Linked DNA regions of Mus musculus: all the other regions are linked to region 3. A link is a contact called in public Hi-C and promoter capture Hi-C data. All regions are on one chromosome and are shown on one strand. Each heading gives the region's core, a stretch centred on a gene start, on an enhancer-like site or on the middle of the called end of the contact. The rest is flanking DNA. Distances are from core to core; before and after follow the strand shown.

Evidence for each region. Promoter capture Hi-C pulls out the DNA fragments that hold promoters and counts their contacts. Hi-C and Micro-C count contacts between places; a contact is called where the count stands out from the background.
Region 1: a promoter capture Hi-C map of cranial neural crest shows a contact between it and region 3. The contact joins the promoter of Arl4d here to the enhancer-like site in region 3. A contact is called at or near these places in 10 of 39 promoter capture datasets (the C10 cell line, the HPC-7 cell line, cranial neural crest and 5 more), 8 of 484 Hi-C or Micro-C datasets (CD4 T cells, differentiating embryonic stem cells, embryonic stem cells and 3 more) and 2 of 115 datasets of contacts at active chromatin or transcription factors (acute myeloid leukemia and embryonic stem cells).
Region 2: a Hi-C map of the G1E-ER4 cell line shows a contact between it and region 3, with 9 times the contacts expected there. The contact joins the promoter of Rdm1 here to the enhancer-like site in region 3. A contact is called at or near these places in 7 of 39 promoter capture datasets (the HPC-7 cell line, cranial neural crest, embryonic stem cells and 4 more), 8 of 484 Hi-C or Micro-C datasets (B cells, the C10 cell line, the G1E-ER4 cell line and 3 more) and 1 of 115 datasets of contacts at active chromatin or transcription factors (CD8 T cells).

Annotation. Positions count from the first base shown.
Region 1 is chr11:101,663,894-101,668,552 of GRCm38.p6, forward strand. Arl4d (ADP-ribosylation factor-like 4D) reads left to right here and starts at 1,648. Exons shown (of 2, transcript NM_025404.3): 1 at 1,648-1,744; 2 at 2,655-3,939. The coding sequence starts at 2,757. The coding sequence ends at 3,362.
Region 2 is chr11:101,625,846-101,630,287 of GRCm38.p6, forward strand. Rdm1 (RAD52 motif 1) reads left to right here and starts at 2,104. Exons shown (of 7, transcript NM_025654.2): 1 at 2,104-2,219; 2 at 2,428-2,607; 3 at 4,393-4,442. The coding sequence starts at 2,124. It overlaps LOC115487916 (a small nuclear RNA gene), which reads left to right and starts at 1,521; the gene lies at 1,521-1,711.
Region 3 is chr11:87,451,881-87,456,012 of GRCm38.p6, forward strand. All of the region lies in intron 2 of Tex14 (testis expressed gene 14), which reads left to right. Among named protein-coding and RNA genes, the nearest start is that of Rnu3b3, 5.3 kb to the left of the region's middle. Within about 2 kb of position 1,426, at least 43 of the 459 cell types and tissues checked have an H3K27ac peak or open chromatin away from gene starts, as enhancers often do. A contact at or near this core is called in CD8 T cells, the G1E-ER4 cell line and embryonic stem cells, where this site is marked.

The DNA of each region.
Region 1 (4,659 bases), core at 398-2,897, about 14 Mb after region 3:
CTGCTGCTACGCCATCATGACTGGTTCATCTGTATTTCTGAAATAGGGTCGTGTTAAGTTGCTCGTGCTGGCCTTGAACTCATGATCTAGCCTAGAGAGGTTATCCATGTCTTGTCTCCTGCCTCAGCCTCCAGAGTACCTGGGATAACACTCTGTGGTTATGCCCAGTTGAACTTTGTCTTTTAAAGTCTCTTTTATCGTGCTTTTTAGACAGCATCTCACTGTGTAATGCTGGCTGTCTAACGTAAGACTGCCTCGCCCCAGAGTCTCCCCATGAGAAGACTATTGCCAAGCAGTGAGCATCCTGGCACTGAATTCAGACAGATCTTGCTCAGCCACATATGACCTAAATGTGATCATAACTAAGTCTTTTATCCATCTGCAGCTTTCTGTACCTGTAAGAAACAGACAACAGTCCCTAACATGCTACTGTGAGGTAATGGGGTCCTCCATGCTCTATATGCAGGAAGCTGAGGCCCAAAGATTGTTAGGATGTCCAGGATAGCCTGAGCTACATAATGAGATTCCTATCTCAAAACACACACACAAAAAAACCAAATATAGCTGGATATGATGGCTCATGCCTTTAATCCTTTTTTTTCCTTTTTTTTTCCCGAGATGGTTTCTCTGTGTGGCCCTGGCTGTACTGGAACTCACTCTGTAGATCAGGATGGCCTCGAACACAGAAATCTGCCTGCCACTGCCTCCCAAGATTAAAGGCATGCACTACCACTGCCTGGTTTCATGCCTTTAATCTTAAAGGCAGAGGCAGGTGGATTATTTTGTGTATGAGGCCACCCTAGTCTACATAGTGAGTTCCAGGATAGCTAGGGTTATATAGAAAGACCCTGTCTCAAAAAATACTCCCCCCACCCCCTTATCCCTTGAAGCAATGGCTCAGTGGTTAAGAGCACTTATTACTCTTCCAGCGGACCCAGGTTCGGTTCCCAGCACCCATATGAGGCAGTCACCACTGTCTCTAATTCTGGTTCCAGGAGATCTGACATTTCCTACTGAACACATGGGCATATACTGACCCACTGGCTTAACTGACACTGAGCACTGCTGCCCTTGCAGAGGTCCTGAATCCATTTCCCAGCAACCACATGGTGGCTCACAACCATCTGTAAGGGGATCCGATGCCCTCTTCTGGTGTGTCAGCGTCCCCGTACTCCTATATACATTAAATGGGCTTAGTATTATGAATCAGCTGTATCAGAGCTCCAGGTAAATACTGCTTTGCAAACTAGATGAAGACAGTGACTTGAATGAGTACTACTGAATGAGGTAAGATACGAAAACATGTCAGAATCTCTTCGAGCAGATCTTTAGGTGGAAGGAAAGTATGGGGGGGGGGCAGCCGGATTGAGGGCAAGTGGATGGGGTAGTGTCATTATTAGACATTCCGTTCCATGCTCTCGTCAGGCGCAGCCACGCCTGTTCCTTTAGTCTGTCCCACCTCCCAGCCCTAATGAGTTCCAGGCTCTGTTCCAAATACTGAATAAGGTAGAAAAGATTAAAATAAAGCGGTTCCGGATAGAACGAGCTCTCCATTTCCAGGCTGGGGCTGCAGAGGCTGGCTCAGTCCCCGCCTCCGGGACGCTGATTGGGCCGCGTCGTGTGACGTCACGAGAGGGTTTTTAACGAGGAACCGGAGCAGCGGCACTGCAAAGTCCGCTGTGGCTGAGACGCGACGAGTCGGTGTCTGGTTGGCGTGGCTCGCGGAGAGTGCGGCTGGCTGAAGGTAAAGGAGGGTGTCTGGACCATGCAAAGGCGCCGGCTTGCGGGGCTTAGGGGAGCGGGCGTCGACCGCTGGCTGGAGAGTTGCAGGGCCGTGTGGTGGTGGTCAAAGCGCCCGCAGGGGCGTGCCACCGTTGTGGGTATGCGGTGCTTGTGGGAGCCCGACCCACATCGGTGCTCTTACTTTGGGCACACTGCCCGACCGCCTCCTTCATGCGAGATTTCTCCTCTGGGGAGTGGAGAGCACAGCTTCTGCTTTCTCTCAATCTCGGAGAGGGGTGCAGGGAAACGACCTTACTTCGGATCTTGCCTGCAAGATCCGCACCCTCGAAGATCCTAGTGCCCGAGAGTTTCTCTGACCTCAGGGCCTCTCCTAGGAGTCCCTGGGACAGGAGCACGCCTTGTTACACCTGTAGCTACTTTTTTTATTTTTTATTTTTAAGAAGAGGGGAAGGAGAAAGGCATTGGAGATGGTTTAAAAGCGCCTACCCTAAAACATGAGGACCCTAATTGGTTCCTGAGACCCACATACTCTTGTAAGTTGTCCTGACTTTAACACTCAAGCTGTGAGTGGCTTACACACACGCACAAAATATTTTTTCTTTACTTTGGAAAAAGAGGCACTTAAAAATCTTTTTTTTTTTCTTTTTTGTTTTTCTAGACAGGGTTTCTCTGTGTAGCCCTGGCTGTCCTGGAACTCACTCTGTAGACCAGGCTGGCCTCGAACTCAGAAATCCACCTGCCTCTGCCTCCCAAGTGCTGGGATTAAAGGTGTGCTCCACCACTGCTGGGGCAAACCTTGTTTTAATAAAAGGAATATTTAGAAGGGTAGGGTGCAGGTTTAGGGGAAGGACCCAAAAGTTGCAAATTCGTTTATTCTAAACCTTTCTCGTTTCTTTTTTGGCCTTGTTTAGACACCCCAGCTTGTGCTACCTGCCGTTTTAAGGTCTCCTCTTCTTGGCCTCTGCTGGAGTCCCAGACCTACTCCTGAGGTCCACCCTGCACCCTAGCTCACCATGGGGAACCACTTGACTGAAATGGCCCCTACAGCCTCGTCCTTTCTGCCGCACTTCCAGGCCCTGCATGTCGTCGTCATTGGGTTGGATTCCGCGGGGAAGACTTCCCTTCTTTACCGTCTCAAGTTCAAGGAGTTTGTCCAGAGCGTCCCCACCAAGGGCTTTAATACTGAGAAGATCCGCGTGCCCCTGGGGGGTTCCCGTGGGATCACTTTCCAAGTGTGGGATGTTGGGGGTCAGGAGAAGCTTCGGCCACTGTGGCGCTCCTACACCCGCCGGACAGATGGACTGGTGTTTGTGGTGGACTCTGCAGAGACTGAGAGGTTAGAGGAAGCCAGAATGGAGTTACACCGGATCAGCAAGGCTTCCGACAACCAGGGGGTGCCAGTGCTGGTGCTGGCCAACAAGCAGGACCAACCGGGGGCACTGAGTGCAGCCGAGGTGGAGAAGAGGCTGGCGGTCCGAGAGCTGGCAGCTGCCACGCTCACCCATGTGCAGGGCTGCAGTGCTGTGGACGGGCTGGGCCTGCAGCCAGGCCTGGAACATTTGTATGAAATGATCCTGAAGAGGAAGAAGGCACCTCGGTCGAGCAAGAAGAGACGGTGACCCGAAGCTGCCCCTACCCTACCTGCTAGGGGGTCAGTACACATTATAGTCAGGCAGGGCCCGTGACCTCTCAGCCAGCCTGGGTGCTGGATCTGTCCACCGCAAAGGACTGAAGGAGCATAGGTGGCCCTGTGCGCCGCAGGGGGGAGGGAAGATGAAGTGTCTTCATTGCCCTTCACCTGAAGAGGGTAGGGAGGGGCTGCAAGACCGGAGAAAGATGTAAATGCTAACTCTACCTCCTACCTCGGCCCTGGCTCTCCTGTCCTTCCCTGGCATTTTATTTGGAGATATATTTTTATCTTTGCAGGGGGAGGGTGTGTAGAAGGTTATCCAGAGAGTGCATTTGGGGGTGAATTGAGAACATCTCCACAGTCGAGGAGAGGGGTCTCCTCAGCTGCTCTTCTCACAGCTGTTCTGTGTCTGTGAAAATGCCAAGAATTCTCCCCACAATTGTAGATCCCCGGCCCTTTTTATAAGCCTCGAGTGTCCTCTGTATTACTGTATTTTGTTTGTTTTTTGGGTTTTTTTTTTTTTTTATCATTTGCCTGTAAGTTATTAAAGCTGGATGATTCTGGTTCTTGTTTTGATCTGGTAACTTCCTCTCACCTTCCTTAGCTAGCCCCGTGGAGTTTGGGATTTGCCTGGAGAATAGGGGAAGGGGGGGTGTTGTTTGTCTCGAGTGAGGGGGGGGGTGTTGTTTGTCTCGAGTGAACAAAACAAGCACTCACGGATTAGATACGCACTTATATGGTGGCTGGTGCCAATTCTGGAGGGTATTGACCCCTAAAACTATTGTTGCCTGACCTAGTTTAGGGGTCATGGCTCCTCTTTCTGACCCTTGCTCCTGAGACCAGGTGCTCCTAGGTCTGCCTGTGACAAAGTATCTACTGCTAGGTCTCGCTCTACCCAGGACCGGGAAGAGTCTTTCTGGCTCCATCAGCGCTTCCCTAGTAGTGTTCATGTCAGTCCGACTTCTTTCCCCTTGTACTAAGGACGTACTAAGGATGGAAAGTAATTCCTGGCCGTAAGCCACCTCTGAGAGCTCAGTCCTGCTGACTGTGGCGCTCTGGCAGCAGCTGGCGCTTCGGAGTCCTGGCTTGGCCTGGTGACTAAGTCTGAGTCTTCAGCTATGGGAACAGCAGCTCTTCTCCCAGAGGGGACAGCAGTCATAATCTACCCCACTCCCAACCTGTGAGACAAGATGGGAAGGGCACAATCTATAAAATGTTACTAGAACAAGCTAAGAGAGCTGTGGTGTGCACCTGCAGTCCTAGCAATCATCCTAGGGGCCAGAGGC
Region 2 (4,442 bases), core at 854-3,353, about 14 Mb after region 3:
GACCAGGCTGGCCTTGAACTCAGAAATCCGCCTGCCTCTGCCTCCCAAGTGCTGGGATTAAAGGCATGTGCCACCACGCCCGGCTTTGTTTGTTTTTTGTTTTTCTTTTTTACAGGGTTTCTCTGTGTAGCCCTGGCTGTCCTGGAACTCACTTTGTAGACCAGGCTGGCCTCGAACTCAGAAATCTGCCTGCCTCTGCTTGCTGGGATTAAAGGCATGCGGGACCACGCCCGGCGGGGGTTGGGGGGAGGGCATTATGACTCCTGAAGGTTCCTGAAGCTTTTACTTCCTGAGCTTTGTTTGTTTGTTTGTTTGGTTTTTCGAGACAGGGTTTCTCTGTGTAGCCCTGGCTGTCCTGGCACTCACGTTGTAGACCAGGCTGGCCTCGAACTCAGAAATCTGCCTGCCTCTGCCTCCCAAGTGCTGGGATTAAAGGCGTGTGCCACCACGCCCGGCTTCTTCCTGAGCTTTGTAAATTTTATTCACTTCTTGTGCCTTTTAGATTTTTTTCTTACATTTACTTATGTATGAATGTCCACACACACACACACACACACATACGTCATGTAAATATGTATGCCACAGGTGTTCCTGCTGGCTCCTCTAGAACGAAGGTTAAAGATAACTGTGAGCCACCATCGGGTGTTGGGAATCGAACCTGGATCTTCTTCCAATCTATAGAACGTGATGACCCTGCCTCAAAACAGAATAGCGATATATTTTTAGATAATGTATGATATGAAATTTAATATGATTAGGGAGTTCCTGGCTGACCCATGCCAAAGTGCCCCCTTGAGAAATGACGCCAAGCAACAGATCTGGTGGGGAGTTATTTGGGGGAAGAGAGGGGAGGGAGGGCTTGGAGAAGGGGTTGAGGTAGATGAACAGATAGGCAGACAGAGGGGAACAGAGTCACGAGGGCAGAGAAAGCAGGGGACAGAGAAGGAGAGAATGGGGGCTGGGGCCAGAGACCGCAAGGAACACGTGGGAACAGAGAGAGCTGGAGTGGTGAAGCAGTCGTTATCACCACACCTGAAGAAGCACCATAAGCTGGTTGCTTGATCCTAGGGAGGAGCCTAGCGGAATCGCCTGTAAACTAATAAATTAAGCAGAAAATCGAAAGGCCCCTTTTCCTCAAGGACCTTTTGTTGTGGGTGTGGTCTGAAAGACTGCGAAGAAGAACCTGGTTGTATCGCAGGGAAAGGTCAATACGTCCCCTCTGCGCCCCGGTTGCGCTCTACAGCGCAGAAGCGGAAAAAGCAGTCCAGGTTCGAGCTTTCGGCGCGCTTGGGCGGGGCATGCAAATAACTGCTCTGTGGAACTCTGGGAGCAAAAACAAAAAACTGCAACCAAAACTTCTCGGCCTCCTTGAATCTTACAGGCTTTTCGTGGCGTAAAGGTGGTGTACTCAATGAAGAGGAGAGTCTGTGTTGGCTGCATGTTTGAGTCGGTTGGTTGGTGACTGTGAATTAAAGGTGTGGTCGGTGTTGAGTGTATGGGGCGTGTGGGCGTAGTTCGGTATCGCTTCTCGGCCTTTTGGCTAAGATCAAGTGTAGTATCTGTTCTTATCAGTTTAATATCTGATACGTCCTCTATCCGAGGACAATATATTAAATGGATTTTTGGAAGTAGGAGTTGGAATAGGAGCTTGCTCCGTCCACTCCACGCATCGACCTGGTATTGCAGTACCTCCAGGAACGGTGCACCCCCTCTGGGGAGTAAAGTTGGTTTTAAAGTCAGAGCATGGTGATTGTAGGGCAGTCCAGCTTTTTAAATATGTCTGTGTTTTCTTCTTCTTAACTTTCGTTAGTTTGTATCCTGATTGGGTTGTGTACACGATAACTGAGTTCTCGTTTGCGCCAGAGCTGGAGAGATGGCTTAGTGGTTAAGAGTACCGACTGCTTTTCCAAAGGCCCTGTGTTCAGGTCCCAGCAACCACATAAATAAATAAATCTTAGGAAAAAAAAAAAGAAAAAAGAGTGTAGCACTGGAGCTAATGTGGGGTGGAAACATTTTAAATATGTGCTTTGTGGGAAGTTTTAAGGAAATCGTTAAGCTCCGCCCTTTACTTGTGAGGGTTTAAATTTCGCGGTAGTAGCTTGCGCAGGCGCACTGGCTTTACCATGGCGGAGTTGATCTCTTTCGTAGTTCCCACCCAGAGCGACAAAGTTTTGTTGGTGTGGGATCTGAGCACTGGGCCCCCAGCCGAAGCCTTAAGTGTGAGGGGCTGCGCGGAGAGGGCAGGGGAAGGGAGTGGGGGGACAGGAGGCGTGGGCCCCGCGTGGGCGCAGAGGAACGGGGAGCCAGCGAGGGCTTGTCTCCTCCTTAGATGAAGCCCCAGTGAAGGGAGTGCTTCCAGCGGAGAAGGGCGGGATCTGGGCTTGAAGTGAGGTAGGGGGTCAGCACTCACTGGTGGGCCTCCCACAGCATTCTCTGTTCACAGTGTTCTCTCAGTTTGGCCTTCTGTATTCAGTCCGAGTCTTCCCGAACGCTGCAGTGGCTCGTCCTGGTTTCTACGCCATCATCAAGTTTTACTCCTCGCGGGACGCACAGAGAGCCCAGAAGGCTTGCGATGGGAAACCCCTTTTTCAGACATCACCAGTGAAGGTGTGTGCAAATGCAGGCTTCAGGATAACGTTCCGAGTTCTGCAGTGAGTAGCTAGAGACTCTGTGGTGCCCTGATTCACCCGGTGCTTCCAGATGCGTTTTCACTGATCCTCTGGCCTCAGGTATCCTAGGTGATGGTTAGGTGATAAAAGGTTCATCATGAGAGTAATTGTGGTCAAACCCAAGAGTTCCAATGAAAATCCCATGTCGTATGTTACATTTACATTTATTATTTACATTATTTATAAACATTTTCTATTTTATTTGGACTTAAAATGTGTTTGACCAACTGCCAGTTTTAATATAATGGATGCTTTATTGTCATCACTGTAAAATAGAACTTCCTTCAGGTTCCAGAGGTGGGGAAAGCATCCTTTAGTACATTGTAGCCTTCATTCCATATTAACATAGAACCCGTTCCCCCAGAGCCTCAGCACATCTCACCATGTTTCTCAATTCCACCACCTGTCCTTTCAATTTCTGATTGGCCACTTTTGATGTATCAACCTGCTGCTGACCCAGCTTCTTATTCTTATCCATATTGCTTTTTTTTTTTTTTTTTAAGATTTATTTATTATATGTAAGTACACTGTAGCTGTCTTCAGACACTCCAGAAGAGGGCGTCAGATCTTGTTACAGATGGTTGTGAGCCACCATGTGGTTGCTGGGATTTGAACTCTGGACCTTCGGAAGAGCAGTCGGGTGCTCTTACCCACTGAGCCATCTCACCAGCCCCCATATTGCTTTTCTTTTCTTCTCCCTTGAACCTTGATTAAATCTGAGAACTGCAGTTAGTAGTGACCCCAAGTGAATTTTCTCTACGTCCATACATGATGCAAGACCTTTTTCTATCTTAGATCACCCACTTCCAGGTCCTGAGGTGATTTGCTTGCCAGTCATTCTTTAAGGAATTTGATTGGTATGTTTCTAACCTATGGCCACATCTCAGCCATTTAGATACTGTATGTGGAACTGGGAAGATTACAAAGTGGTGAGTCTCCCGTGCTCTTGAAACAGATCATTTAATAAACTTTAGGTTCTGATAGAGTGATGAAGGATATGTTAACAATCACAGATTACAGGGCTAGAGAGATGGCTCAGTCATTAAGAGCACAAGTTTGATTTCTAGCACGCACAGGATGGCTCACAATCAGTTCTAGTAACTGCAGTTCCAAGGGATCCCACACTCTCTTCTGGCCTCCAGACTTGCACTCCCAGGGCAGTGGTGGCACACGCACGCCTTTAATCCCAGCACTTGGGAGGCAGAGACAGGTGGATTTCTGAGTTCGAGGCCAGCCAGGTCTACAAAGTGAGTTCCAGGACAGCCAGGGCTATACAGAGAAACCTTGTCTCGAAAAACCAAAAATAAAACAAAAAACAAAAAAAACAATTCAAGGTACTATTGGGAAGTGAGAATAAGTGGATGAGGGAATTGGAGTTATGAAGGGGTCTCAAGAGCCAGATCAATAATAATATGCAAGTATCATGGAAGTGGGTGGAGAGGTAGCCAGATTGGCATAGAAAGTAAAGATAGATCATTTCATTGCTCAGCTATTCAGGTACTATTTTAAGCACAGGTTAGCCTTGTACTGGCTGTGATCAGAGAAAGATGATCTTGAACTTCTGATCTTCCTGCCTCTCTACCTGACTGCTGGGACAGCAGGAGAGTGTCCCCATGCCCTGCTTATCCTGTCCTGGGGTTGAATTTAAATTTTCATGCGTGCTAAACAGTTCTTTACCAATTGTTCTGTCTGTCTCTCTTCTCTCTCTCTCTCTGGATGGCAGGTTCGTCTTGGAACCAGACACAAGGCACTGCAGCATCAGGCCTTTGCTCT
Region 3 (4,132 bases), core at 176-2,675:
TTGCCTTCAGCGACCTTTTTTTAATTTTAATTTTTAAAAGATTTACTATATGTTTGCGAGTCTGTGCCTCCCATGTTTGAGTGCATGAAGAAGCTAGAAGATGATCCAGGCTTCGTGAAGCCAGAGTTACAGGTAATTGGGAGCCACCTGACCTGGGTGCTGGGGTCTAAAATCGCAGCCCCTCTGGAAGAGCATGAAGTGCTCTTCAAAGCTGAGTCACTCACCAGCCTGCATTTCCTTTTCATTTGCTCTTTTTCTCTTTTTCACTCACATATTAGCATAAAGACCATTCTTAGGTACTGTGTATATACTATGTGAAAGATTCACGATAACATAGCATTTTTATGACGTCTTTCTATTATTTAATCTGAAACAAACCACGTAGAACTCTGGTGTAATAAAAGCTTTGAAGTTGAAATATATATGCCAGGAAGCATATACAAGTTCAGTTTAAACAAGTTTGGGTGGTATGTCAGTTGAGATTTCCTGAAGGAAATAATAATTGAGCTGAATTCAGAAAACCTTCAAGAACTGAAGCTGACAGGGGTCTTTGAAACACTGAATCAAGAAAACATCTTCAGGGGAACATCCTCTTCCCCTGCCCTTGGGTGTTTTTGTTACTGAGGAATCATTTCTTTTTCTTTTTTTTTAAAGATTTATTTATTTATTATATGTAAGTACACTGTAGCTGTCTTCAGACACTCCAGAAGAGGGCGTCAGATCTTGTTACAGATGGTTGTGAGCCACCATGTGGTTGCTGGGATTTGAACTCTGGACCTTCGGAAGAGCAGTCGGGTGCTCTTACCCACTGAGCCATCTCACCAGCCCCGAGGAATCATTTCTTTTTTTTTTTTTTTTAAGATTTATTTATTTATTATATGTAAGTACACTGTAGCTGTCTTCAGACACTCCAGAAGAGGGTGCCAAATCTCGTTACGGATGGTTGTGAGCCACCATGTGGTTGCTGGGATTTGAACTCCAGACCTTCGGAAGAGCAGTCGGGTGCTCTTACCCACTGAGCCATCTCACCAGCCCGGAATCATTTCTATACCAAGTGTCTGGTCGTATGCTGCATCCTCTTCTGAGCACAGAGCTGGGTGGTCCTCCGTGTTGCTTTACTGCAGTGTTCATTTACATGTGATGGTCGTTCCTTTGGGAAACCTTTGAGAGGGAGAGACATTGTCTGAGTGGTTCATATTACAAATTAATTTGTTTGGAAGGTGTGCATGCCTTCATTCCCAGTACTCAAGAGACAGAGGTAGACAGATCTCTGTGAGTTTAAGGCCAGCTTTGGCTACAGTGTGAGTGCTAGGACAGAAATGAAACCCTGTCTTAAAGAAAGGAAATTTAGAAAGAAAGGGGAGAGGGAGAGGGCTACCTGTGAAGGAAGTCTAGGCTGGTCTTGAAGTGGCCGTCTTTGCCCCAGCTTCCTGAGTGCTGATGTCAGAAGCATTAGCAGGCAATGCCTGGCTTTGCTGTTGTGCTTTGTTGTAGCGTTGGCAATTTTTTGCTTGCTTTCCTGTTGAGTCTGGCCAGCGGCTCACATGTTTGGGTTCAAGCCTGGAAGGCATCTTGGAATCTGGAAGAAAAAGAGGGAACTAGGCGGCCCGAGAAAGGATGGAACCAAGACATTAGTCTGATCAAGGTTCAATTTTACTATTCAGAGACTCGGGGTTATGAAGAAGGGGGAGGGGCCCATTCCCGCCAAATCATCCTAGGAGTCCAGTTGCAGGTGACCACGTGTTGGCTCCGGAACAGCTAGGCGGCAGGCAGCAGCAGTGGGAGTGGCAGAACGATAGGGCGGCAGGTCCACCCCATGCTCTCTTCCTGCTAACAGTGAAACCTGAGCAGCCAGGTTTCAGGCTGGGGGAAGAGGTTACACTTTCCTTCTATTGTTTTCTAGAAAGTGTGTGTGGGATTGCTTTGGTGAAGAATTACTTCTGGTTGGTGGTTTTGTTTTCCTTATTTAATAGCTGGTAACCCTTCAACAGTTTTTCAGCCTGAATTTGTTTTTCTGTGACTTAGAGACATGTGGTGACAGTATAATGTGGGGTTGCTGTAAGGATTGTGTTAGATAAGACACTATAGTAGTTCAGTAATCCTTTCCCCATTCTGAAAAGCTTCCTCCCTCCAGTTATAAATCTGTCTCTCGTCCTGTCTTCAAGCAAGCTCTCCACCACTGAGAGATACATGTCCCCAATATGTTACCTTTGAAGTCTCTCCTTCACCCTGCCCCCATCTTAATGAGTCATAGGAACTTACCTTCTAGAACAGTCAGAGTTTGTCCATTTCTTTAGCAGTGCCTGGTGCCTCTCAGAGATGCCTTGTGCCAGTCTCAGAACTGCTATCTACAGCTTCCCATCTCTCAGTGACTTCCCTTCACAAAATGTATTTGTATGGTGGTACATGCTAAAGCAAGAGGACTTTTTGTTTGTTTTGGTTTTTTTTGAGACAGGGTTTCTCTGTGTAGCCCTGGCTGTCCTGGAACTCACTCTGTAGACCAGGCTGGCCTTGAACTCAGACATCTGCCTGCCTCTGCCTCCCAAGTGCTGGGACTAAAGGCGTGTGCCACCACTGCCCGACTAAGGCAAGAGGATCTTAAGTTCAAAGCTAACTGTGGCTACAAAATGAGCTCTGTAGTTAGGCTCTGTATCAAGCAAAGGAATTGGGAAGTGTTGGTACAGGCCTATAATCCCATTTGTCTGGATGCTAAGGCAGAAAGAGCACAGGTTCAAAGCCTGCCTAGGCTACAGAATTACTTCAGTGCTGGTAAGAGCAATTAAACAAATGTCTCAACAAAACAAATTGCTACAGAATGCTTAGTGGTAGAAACTTTGCCTAAAAATTCTCAGTTCTCAGTAGTTCTCAGTACTCCCTGGGGGTGAGATAGAACCACCTGTGGATCCAGTTTAGAAAACTTGCTCTGGAAGTATTTATTTGGTTCCTGCTGGCACCTTCCTTCTCAAGTCTTCTCCTTCTAAATTTGGATCTCTAGATTTCGACTATCTTGTTCTCTTGTGAAGGACTTGGCATTGATTAAAATGCATGTCTCACCATCACCTGAGGACTTTTCAAATTATCTGTGTGGGGCAGGGGCGAGGGCAGAGGAGTGTGAGAACTTGGGCTGGAGTTACATTACAGTTAGTTGTGAGCTTCCTGATGCTCCGCTGGGAAATCTAACTCAGATCCACTGCAAGAACAGTATTCACTCTTAATCCCTCAGCTATCTCTCTCCAGCCCCCAGGATGGCTACTTTTGAATCATCAAGTTTTAGCTTAAATGTAACCTCCAAAGAGAAGCCTTCTCTACTGAACTCTAGATGTTAAGTCTCTGTGTTTCAACCTTGTTTTCTGCATGCCCCATAATCTGGCCTTCTTTTGTATATTTGTTGTTGTTTCTTTCCTTCATACTAATGTGGTCTGTTTTTTAGTAGAGACCTTTACACACCTCTATACCTCTGATTCTGTAAACTTAATACTTAGAAATAGTGCTTAGCACTTAGATATTATCAAGATGCAGGTTTTTCACACCTCCTGACCTACCAGCTCTTGTGTGCATGTGTGTGTCTACAAACTTGGTACGTAGTTGATGGCTAATCTTGATTTCCAGATCCTATTCATTTCCCTCCCAAGTGTTGAGATGACAGACGTGTGCAGCCATTCCTGGCCTATGGGTTCTATTTACTGCTTGTCACTTTGGTGAAATCTTTTCGTCTCCTTAAGCCTCAGCTTCTTACAAAACTGAGATGACGATGAACTGTATTTATCATACGGGAAGCATTCTGAATCATACTGGGGACTGGCAGGCCTTCAGCAGTTAGCAGTTAATATTGTTAATATTTGACACATTAAAGAAGAAATTAACTTTTTATCTATCTGTCTATTGGTTTTTCAAGACAGGGTTTCTCTGTGTAGCCTTGGCTGGTCTGGAACTCATTCTGTATATCAGGCTGACTCAGAACTCAGAGATCCATCTGCTTCTGCCTCCCAAGTGCTAGGATTAAAGGTGTGCGCCACCACCGCCTGGCTGCAATTAACTTTATTTTAAAATTTCAAAAATTGTAACAAGTTGATCTGGACCAGCAAGAGAGTCATTCTTCAATGCCAGGGTCATTAGAGGACCATGAGATCAG